2 separate regions of the Zea mays genome follow, and region 2 is linked to region 1. The links are chromatin contacts, called in public Hi-C maps. All regions are on one chromosome and are shown on one strand. Each heading gives the region's core, a stretch centred on a gene start, on an enhancer-like site or on the middle of the called end of the contact. The rest is flanking DNA. Distances are from core to core; before and after follow the strand shown. Region 1 holds the start of LOC100283415. Region 2 holds the start of LOC100282116.

Region 1 (5,330 bases), core at 711-3,210:
GCAATTTGCAAATTCTGCTAAAGTGAACCACAAACATTCTATTTCAGTGAAGCATTTAGTCGTAGCTCTAATACAAGAACAACATTTTTTGGTCCCAAGCAAATGGGTACACTAGCAGCAGCGCTATGGTGATCAATTATAGTCAAGTAGTGAAAATCATAGAGTGGACTATTGTTAGAATTCCACTGAATCGTATTAAGGCCTCCCTCAGGTACTGACCGAAAGAAGAAGTGCTGTTTCTGCGCCTTGTGCATCTTTGAAAGTGACATATGCAACTTGGGACCACTCATCACCACTGCCAAAGTAAAGAGAAACAAGCTAATGAGGATGGCAATCAAGGGCTCGTATGGACATGAAAACAGAAGGGGCGGCCTAGTTGGACAGGTTTTACGAACCTCTGCATCTCCACATGATCAATATCTCCTGAAAAGGAAAAGAACTCCTTAATGTCTTGCACAGTTGCACTAAGAGAGACATTGGTGACCTTCACTGTCCTCACCTGCAATAAATGGAACATTAATATGAGTTTTGAAATAAGTACTGAAGACTATAATGATTGACAAAACGAGGGAAGGGACAATTGCGAAAATCAGTGGATATTAGTTCCTTTGGCCTATTGACTTGAGCTTTCTCATTTGCATACATGTAAACCATACCCAGGCTTGTGAAAATCAGCTGAGAAGCATTAAAAAGACAAACATTATCTCTATCGTAGAAGCAAGCTTAGTAGATACTACCATTGGGATGCCTGTAAAGCTCATGAGCTAGATCTCATTGACTTTTTTTGACAACTGTATAAACGGCAGAGAGGAATAGAGGATCCAAGTATTCCTTTCAAACTTGCATGCATATAAAGGTATTGTCTCCTCAGAATGCTATCCCCACATGGCTAGAGATTATTTTCTCAAGCGGTCTGGCACCATTAGTCCCAATGATTCAATGAAGGAGTGGTAAAGGCATATGCATTTGGTAGTCCGTGAATGCTTTTGCAGTTGCAGAACCTGGTAGTCAAATCAAACTCTAAAACATGTAACAAATCGTGTGTGGGTATCAAGTATCAACTAGACAACTAGTTACTAGTATGGTATGGTATCAACTAGTACGGTATGATCCTACTCGCAGCAATCCCCTGGGCGTATCACAGCGCTTAGTATCTTCTCATTCACAACCGCGCACCCCTATAGTGATTGCTAGACTGCTAGAGTCACAGCAAGATCTAGACCATGTCACAAATCATTCAACAGTGATGTAAACTAGCCTATACTGGTAAGACTACTTGCAGCAAATCCTCTGGACCGAACCCACAACGTTGGGAGCCTAAGCTACTAGTCCCCGATGATGTCGATCTGCGAAGCACGCGACGCGGGCATGCTCCCGCGCAGTGCGTGCTCATCTATCTCTTTGTTTCCACTCGGTCTCGCAGATACATGCGAGTATGCGACTATACGAGCAAGCTACGCTGCAATCCAACTACGCCCAGATACAAACGAACCCTAGCCCCGCCGGATCGGCAGCGAAGCTTGCTCGCTGCATCAAGCTTCTCCCGCAGGCCAGCAAGGAACTCGGCCCAGGCACGCACTCGGGGTGGGCGGGAGGCGGTTAAGCCTAGGCAAAACTCTCACGGGCGGTAGGGTGCGTCGGCGCCCCCGCACCGGCATGAGGCGAACCGGATCCAGCGCGCCACCGCCCACCGGAAGAGGGTTCAGAGAGGGAGGGATGATGCAGCAGCAGCACTCACCGGCGCCTCCACGGGAACCTCCACCGCCGTCGCCATGGGTGCCTGGGGGAAGCCGATTGGATTGGATGGTGAATAGGGAGCGGATTAGCGGCGCTAACTTGAACAGAATGGAAGCAGACTCGACGACTAGTACAGAGGAGAGGACTAGGAGACGACTAGTACTTGTGTGCAGAAACGGCAAAGAACGAAAAAAAAAACACTGGACGATTTTTGCTTGTGAACCAAGTATACAATCAGACGCAGAATGGTATACCTCTACTACTCTATAAGCACGGTGTGTAGGTGTTCATACCGTGCACCTAGGGCTGACAATGGGCTATAATTTTTGCACTATAAGATTTAAGGATCGAAGCGGGTTAGGATCGGGCTTTATTTCTAGTCATTTTTGAACTATAATTTATTTATGGCCTTGACATTTTGTGAAGAACTATTTGGATCACGATCCATTACCACCTCTACGTGCACCATGTTCTATCTCTCCCCCGACCACCTCCGTAACACCGTGAGAATCCCGTCGAGATCGCTGCCCAGAATGTCGTATGGCCGATGCGATGCCCCCACCTACCCAGCGACCCTAGTTCCCCCATTGCGATATCCCCCCAATCACCGCCGAGGGACCTCTTCCACCTACGCACGCGCGGCTACTTCTTTTGCGGCGGCGGGAAGCGCGGCAAGGAGTCGTCCGCCGCGGACTACCTGCTCCCGCCCCGTCGGCGTTGACTGGCTTTGGTCCCGCGCGCGCCTCGACCACGTGCTCGCCTGCGAAGAGAACCTCGTCATCGCTGCATTTCCGCCGCGCGCACCTCAGGAAGGACCCCTCTGCACCCCCGTCGCATGTCGCGTCGCAAAACCCTAGCGTCATGCTCCCATGAGCCTCAACCCATGCGCTGCTCCCGCTATCGCCGCCTCTCCGCTCCTCCATCGTCATCCCCATGTCTGTTCCACGCTCGTAGCAGCCGCACGCGCTCGCATCTCTGCCCCCCTCCTCGCTCTGCAACCGCCCCGCAAGAGCACCGACCAGGTATTCGCATCCCCTTCTCTTCCGGGTCTGAAGCACGAGATCGAGGAAGACGGGCATGTTCTCATATGCCCGCCTCGCCCTCCACCGAGATGCCACTCTTAGGGCGAGGCCTTCCTCTATATGTAGGAGGGTCACGGTGGGAAACCGTGACGCCAAGGAGGGCGCGTGCCAGGGCCAGGGCCAGGCACCGACAGTAATGGTGAGTAATAAATATATTTTTCTTGAATGCATAAGAAAGTATTGATTGTTTTGGGGAGGCAGCAGAGTTTTCCACAATTTGGCTCCAAGCGTGACGACAGCCTATCGTGCCCAGGCTTCTATAGATGTCTCAACTCAGCAGATTGGATGAATGGACCTGTCAGGCCAAACTTTCTAGACTTCCAAGGGGTGGACTTTGAGGCAGCGTTTGGGGTGAGGAGAGCTTACAGTGTAAGAGACATTCAGGTTTGATAAGCATCTCCCTCCATTTGCTACATTTGAGAAAGCATCTGGTTATCAGGTGATGGTTTTACTTATTCTATCACATGTCTCATCTGTCATCCATAGCAGTAATGTATTTTATTGATAACACTGTCATGATTTCTCTATTTTTTTTCTTTGTCTAGGCTCATGCTTTTATTCAAGGTTATGCTTTTTTATCTTGTTGCGTTAGTTCGGTTTTCTGATGTTGAAACTACAACATCTGCATAAGCTGCACTGGATGGTAGATGTATTCCTAGGTACACTGAACTTTTGCAGTTGCGAAGGGAATCTCAAATAAAAAATTTGTCGGTCTTAAATTTCTTCATCAACCAGGTATTTTCTTAACAATTTCATTTGAAACTCAGTTATGCCTGACTACATTGATCATAGAGTGTTTACTGAAATTGGGTATGGGGGTTTCATTGTAGTAGTTTGTTGCTAAAACTTTATGATTAATGGAGAACCTTCATAAATAAACTCAGATCTAAATTTATACAACTCATATCATTTTGCACCAACCACTCTAGGTACTTACTTTCCTCTATAATACTATTATCCAGAAACCTCTGCTCCTTTTCCTCAACAAAAAAAGGTTCAGAGATATGGAACATCACAACCTACATGTTATAGTCATAAATCATAAGCTCCCTATTCTTGTAAAATTATATGGTTGTCAGAGCCCAGTATCCATGGAGAACCTTTTATATAACTATAACTAACAACATTCATCAAACAACTGACATGCGCTAGGAAGGTGGTGTGTTGCTCCTGCCGCCGCTTCATGTCCAACAGCTGCATGTGGGCCTCCTCTTGCTCGCGTCGTAGCTGCATCAGCTCCCACGCCAGGGCCTCCACAATAAAAAAGAAAAGAGCAACACAAAACCAAGCAACAAACAGAAACATTCATCTGAGGTATGCAACTTTCTTTCCTTCTGATGGTTGGTCCATATGCCTTTTTGCACTTTGTTTCCTATAGTTTAGTCACCTTAGGATGTGTTATCCATAATTCTTAGATCTTGTTTGTACATGATCCCTCATTCACTACTAGCTTCCTTAGCAACTCACATTTGTATTATGGTTCAGAAATGCCTCCACAATAACCAATGACTTGTCTCTGGTATGATATCCACTAGCGTGAATCCACCATAAGGATGTTTAGAAATTCATTGCATTTGCTATAACTGAGATTTCGGATCCACTGGCATCGTTGTGGCTTGCATGTCAGTACTTTGTACAGTAGAGATCATGCGAGTAATCTAACCAGTGACACTGTCGCTGATCCTATGCTTGCCAGTGCCCCTAATATGGATCTTATTAGGTCCATCAGCCCTTTCTATTCTGAAAAAGGTGGAGTAGGCATCATTTGCGTGCCCAATGTCATCATCAATATTGCGATAAATTTATGTTTTGTTTATCTACTGCAGCCTAAGACTGTGACTCCTTTTCAACGAATCAAGGTGGACAACGTCAGATTTGCAGACGAGAGGCTTCATGATAACTCATATTGGGCTAAGGTGCTTTGTTGCTTTGTTGATCATACATGCACATGCTGATGGTTTTTTAGCATTTATCAAGCTAAATATTTTTCTGTGCTACCTTACCTCTCTTGCAGGACGGCACAGACACTGGTTACGACGCAAAGGCACATGAGATCCTTGGCCAGGTCAGGAGAAGGTGAGTACTTCCTGTTATTTTCTGGTTTCTCTCGGTAACAACAAGGAAGGGATCGAGGACGCCCTTAACACCTGATGGACACTTCCATGCTACAGCGGGTTTAGGCACAAAAAGACCAAGAAGAAGCGTGGCACCTATAGGGCGAGTAAATCGACCAGCAAACCCACTCGATCAAGTTCGAGAATTCAGACGAGGAGGCAAATGCTCTGAGCTTCAAATAGTATGACTTGTGATTTAGTTGTTTTATGTATTTTGTCATGTTTGGTTATTTTATACATGCCTTTAGGTGGTATTACCAAAGGCTCATGAAGGATGAGACTACTAGAAAATTTTGTTGAGAATGAAGGATGAGGCTGCTAGAAAAATTTATATCTGCATTCAATAAAACCGTGTAACTTACTCGGTTGTTGATGATAGATGCCAAAAACAAGGGTG
Region 2 (5,330 bases), core at 1,307-3,806, 220 kb before region 1:
AAGAGGCAGGGAGAGTTGGTGAGGATTCCGTGGTTCAGTTGGCGCGGTTGGTGGTAGTCTCTCACATTCTCATGTTCCACACCACACTGCAGCATCTCAGCAGCTCCACCCTTTTCTTCCTTTTGACCTGTGGCTGCCTTTCCAAACGGCGTTCAAATTATTTGCTGTTTTTTGAACTCTCTGACGACCAAAAAAAAAAAAACATGCTGCATAGCCCCCGAAACCACTTTCAACACGGTTTGCGTAGCAGAGCTGAAGCTCAAAAAGGATGACGTCCATGGATTCGACAAGCAACAAGCATCACGGTGCATTCTTCACACATCTTCCCTGAGGGAGAGAATTCCTACCTCGTCTTTCTTTCAGATTAAAGACTGCTGGAGGCTGAACCGAAAAGTTCATACACAGATGGCACACAACAAGGCACAGCAGCTTTGTCTTATTTGATCTCAGTTCAATCAAGAAGAAGAAAAACAATATACGAAGCTAGAATCTCATAAATACCCTGATGAGGTGAGCTCTCTCCGCAGCGCATAACTAGGAACAGAATCATGCTGGAGGCAGATTTAATCTGCAATAAATCTAATCAATGGCTCATCGTCATATCAGATCATTCGCTGGCCTTCTTCAGCTTAGCTTCCTCTCCGTCCATCTCCTCAAGCGCTGCCCAGAGCTTAGGATCTTCGTAGTCCTTGACGAGCAACGCGGCTCCTGCTTCCACCAAGGACTTCTCCGGGTTCCTCGTCGCCACACCGACGACAGGCATCCCCGCCGCGACGCCAGCCCGGATACCAGCAGGAGAATCCTACACCAACCCAAAAAGAAATCTCATCTTTTATCAGTGACTACTCCTGTAATACAACCATCAGATCACAGAATCCCAGTCACAAGGTCGTTTGATTTTACCTCGAAGACGAAGCTGTGCTCTGCGGACACCTGGAGCTCCTTGAGGGCCCTGAGGTAAGGGTACGGCGCGGGCTTTGGCTGCTCGCACTCGCCTCCGACGATGACGGCCTGGAAGAAGTCCGAGAGGCCCAGGAGCGAGATCATCAGCTCCGCGTTGATCCTGGGGGCGTTGGTCACCGCCGCGCGCTTGTACCCGTGGTCTTTCACCCACTGGACCACCTTCGCGAGGCCTTTCACAGGCACCAAGCGCTCTTTTGCCAGACTGAATAAAAAGAACCAACAACTAGAAACATTCAGTCACTCATGCACGTTGTCATAACGAACCTATCAGTTCTGTAATGCAATGCAATGTATTGTAATGATTATGAAAGGATCACATTCCGCAGAATCAGCAGCGAATGGGCGCTGTAGGAAATGACAGAACTCTCCACAACCTAGTAATCGATCTCTCTGAGTAGCAAAAAGTTGGTGTTTTTTTTTTGCGTGATAGCGCTGAAATGGATGTTATTTATGTATGTGCTACGGTACGCAAAGGGGTTTACTGTTGTAAACTTGTAACAATGGACAACACGCTTACTCTCTGAATCTTTCAGTTGATCTAATACTGAGGAAAACCACAGCTATCATTTGTACGTACCTCCTGTATTTGGCTTCCTTGTCCTCTAGGAATTTGAGCCCCTTCTCAAGCTCCCAGTCCGGGAACAGGTTCTGGGCAGCTTCGACGTCACTCCTCCCAGCGATGTTCTTGATGAAGAACTCCTCGTCTATCGGCACGCCATTGTTGTACCCGATCTGCGTATGCCATGCCAGCCATTTTGGTTTCGTAAATCAAACCACATCACATCGCAGGCAGCTCGTTGGTTTAAAAAAAGAAAAGTGAAACAGGGAAAAGCGACGTTCCACCGTACCTCGAGAAGCATCTCTTGGAAAGCGACGTGGTGGAGGGGATCCGAGTCGCACAGGGTCCCGTCGATGTCGAACAGAACCGCCTGGACCGGAACGGTTGCCGCGAGGGAGCTGCAGATCATGCCCAATTGGCAATTGCCCATCATTTGAATCATCAGGTGATCAGGAACTTGGAACGAGTATGCGTGTTTGTGCGCGCGCGATAAATCTCAGGCTGTGCATCGCTCGATGGTAGTCACGCAACTCGACGGTTTCAGAAGAAGAAGAGCAGAAACAGTATGTAATTCATCTCACACACATATTGACCACGCACAGGCTCGGAACGAGTGGGTGGTAAATCTAAAACCGCAACGAAGTGGCGTCATTGGATGGCGCTCTGTTCACGCGACGGGGGGGGGGGGGGGGGGGGGGGGGGGGGTAGTTAACTCTCATCGCATGATGGAACGAGGCGGGAGCCGTACCTGACAGTGGGATTGCCGTTGGGGGCGGTAGCCGCCATGGTCGATCGGAATGGAGTGGGCCGGGAAGAGGACCGGCCGGCCGGCGGGGGCGGGAGAGACGAGCAGGCGAGAGAAAGTCCTCTCCGGATCGACGGAGAAGAGGAGGGCAGCCGCGCCGGTGGCTGAGGCCGATGCGATGCGTTTGGCGAATATGCCGGCGTCCGCGTGCGTGGCTCCCGTGGCGCGAGCTTTATTACCAGCCACAGCCCACAGCCCACCGCCAGGGAATTTTGGATCTCGTCTCGTCTCCCTCCCCTGTGTGTGTGTTTTTTTTTGTGGTACGGTGACACTTGTCGGTTTTTTTCTTCTTGGTGTATGCTCCTACTAATTTGTTAATAAATAAACAAATACCCTCTCCATGTGCTAAAAAAACGGATTTTTTTATTTTTCCTTCCAGTAAAACAACCGATATTCTTCGCTATTTTTCGGACTATTTAATTTTTGAATAGTAAGAGATTTTAACTCCTTTTATTTCCATCTACTTTCTTTGCTCCTAAACACGCCTTAAAAGAGGTCACGGGAGCAAAAAAAAGCCCTCAGTCGAATAATAAGCACCACACGGACGGGGCCTGTTTATTTGTTTGGGCCTATCTAGGTGGCCCGTTCGTAGGAGTTGGGAAAGGCCAACAGCAGGCCGGCCCAACCGGTGCAACATTTGCTGTTTCTTTTTTTTTTAACTAGTGTAGCTTGGCTGGATCAGATTTCATGTCTGGACCATGTGTAGCTGCACACAAGCCATGCTTGGATACCAGGAATTTGTTCCATTCACAAGTAATAGCACAAAACGCAACAGCTACATCTTGAGCATATTTCATAGATCAGACCACATGATTGCAGAGTACAGGTCAAACGGTTACAAGAGCTGCATAAGCTAAACTTCTTCTCACATAGCATCACTGTCATTCCTGTCTTCATATGTAGAACCAATTGGTCAGTGCAGGTATTAGAAAGATTGGACGATTGTGCCTGTTTGCTTCCGATCAAAGCAAACGAAGACAACGGCAACAACGTGGACATTGTCAGAGAGGTAGGTTGCAATTTTGCACTGTAGATACGAACTGTTGTTCACCTAATTCAGATCCCCATGTACCTAGCTCACAACTGATCGGCTGATGGCGATGGCTGGGATTTTATCTTGCGTGATCGCCAGGGACCGTGAGGTGGCCCAGGCCAGCTGTGTTGGAGATAGGGCCGACCGGCCTGCAACCTGGCATGGGCCTGATCCATCAAGCCGGCCGGCAGGTAGTAGCCTCCTCTCATAGAAGAGGAAAAATGGAAGAGGATTTCCCCACTTGAAAATCAATCAATGAGATTATGCTTATTAGATAATGGAACACAGCGTACATTATTACAGATCCAAAACCAGCTGTTGCTGGAAGAAGCAGCTTAAAGAGCATATATATTACATTAATCAACGAGGTCACGGTCTATAATTTTGAAGAGGAAAAATGAAGGAGAAATCCCCCCTTGAAATGAATCAATGGGATTATGCATGCTTATTGATCGATGTTGATGATTTTTAGAAATTGAAGTTAAGCTTCGTCTTATCTTTATTCTGTTTTTTTCTTGAAGGATAAATTGTTAGAATTATAGACATTTTTCATATCATTTTAATTACATAGATTAACATTATGATAATGACATATAAAAGATAATTAACCATAGAAATCGTGATCTCAAATATATCCATAACAATATGGATAATGAGAACACAAAGCATATGAAGCATATAAATCATATAAATATAATAACCATGTAAACTAACTCAACAATTGAAAATAAACAGATAGAAACATAAACAACATGACAGTAAAAATTAAAACAAACAGATATAACATATTATAATAAGACAGAACAGATAAGATAAAATCATTGCTACATATAAAACAACACAGATGAATATATGAAACATCTATAATCTGCAGAACGTAAAATATTAAGGAAATAAACTGATCATACCCTCCCATGCGCTCTGATGATCCAGATCCTTGTACAGCTTCCCTTGTCATGTCGCCAGAAAGAAGATATTTTGGGCAGTCACGTAGACGCTCCCAAAAAACCTAATTGTCGATCCCCGTGCAAGGTCTCGAACGGCAAGGGCTTCGGAGGCACCTGCCCTCTCGCTTCTCTGTGCGCGCAGAGTCACGAGATGGAAAATACTCTCACTTGCGGCTGGGCTGTGACTCTGAAATGGTTTTGTTCTCCTGTACCAAGTGCTAGGGGTTCTCCTATACTTAACCTCTCGCAGAGGGAAGCTGAAGGAGAAAGGTCGCATGCTGCACGCCAAGAGACGGGCAGCTGAAGGACAAGGGTCTCGCATGCGGCACACCAAGAGACGGGCAAGAGCTGAAACTCCCGCGGTTAATGAGTGCTAAAAATTAACACAACCACGACACGCCCGCTCGCCTGCCTGCCTCGCGTCGCCTCGCCCGGCCCGGCCGGCGGCGGCGCGCGCGCGCGTGTGGCACGCCCTTGTCCGTTTCTTGACTTCTCAAATTAAGTGGAATAATTCCCACCATATAAGTCAAGCCAACAGACCCTTGGACTTCCAATATGGTACTATTGATATTCTCCACCATTACACACAATAGAGTTTATTCAATAAATGGGCCAAGCCCATAAAAGGTCCAACAATCCCCACCAAACTCTAGGGTTTGTAATGATGAAGTATCAGAATCACAATCCTTTGATATAGCAGTGTTTCGATGGAGGCTGTTAAGTTGAACATCCATCTAGAATAAAAGTTTCACCCATTCACAACTGAACAATGGACTAAGCCTTGAATTGACAGTTTTGTGTGAAGTGAGATTCACTCAAATCATTTGCTGATACTAGGCTGCAAAAGGGTATTCCCGCTGTTTAGAAGCATATAAGTCACACTTCATTGCCTTTCATGAGTATTTAGGGATTACCCAAGTCCCATAGACTGTGACCAGCAGTCTAACTCATATAGGTGTATTCCTCAGAAGATGTTCTGTAGGACAATATCTTACCTTTATAAGACTCTTGGAATACATTAAG

What was found. Hi-C and Micro-C count contacts between places; a contact is called where the count stands out from the background.
Region 2: a contact with region 1 is called in a Hi-C map of leaf, with 5 times the contacts expected there. The contact joins the promoter of LOC100282116 here to the promoter of LOC100283415 in region 1. A contact is called at or near these places in 7 of 25 Hi-C or Micro-C datasets (bundle sheath, ear, endosperm and 2 more).

What each region holds. Positions count from the first base shown.
Region 1 is chr9:28,625,649-28,630,978 of Zm-B73-REFERENCE-NAM-5.0, reverse strand. It overlaps LOC100283415, which reads right to left and starts at 1,960. Exons shown (of 5, transcript NM_001156316.2): 1 at 1,739-1,960; 2 at 396-499; 3 at 220-295. The coding sequence starts at 1,774.
Region 2 is chr9:28,844,552-28,849,881 of Zm-B73-REFERENCE-NAM-5.0, reverse strand. It overlaps LOC100282116, which reads right to left and starts at 2,556. Exons shown (of 5, transcript NM_001155029.2): 1 at 2,271-2,556; 2 at 1,812-1,920; 3 at 1,541-1,695; 4 at 904-1,165; 5 at 408-802. The coding sequence starts at 2,308. The coding sequence ends at 608.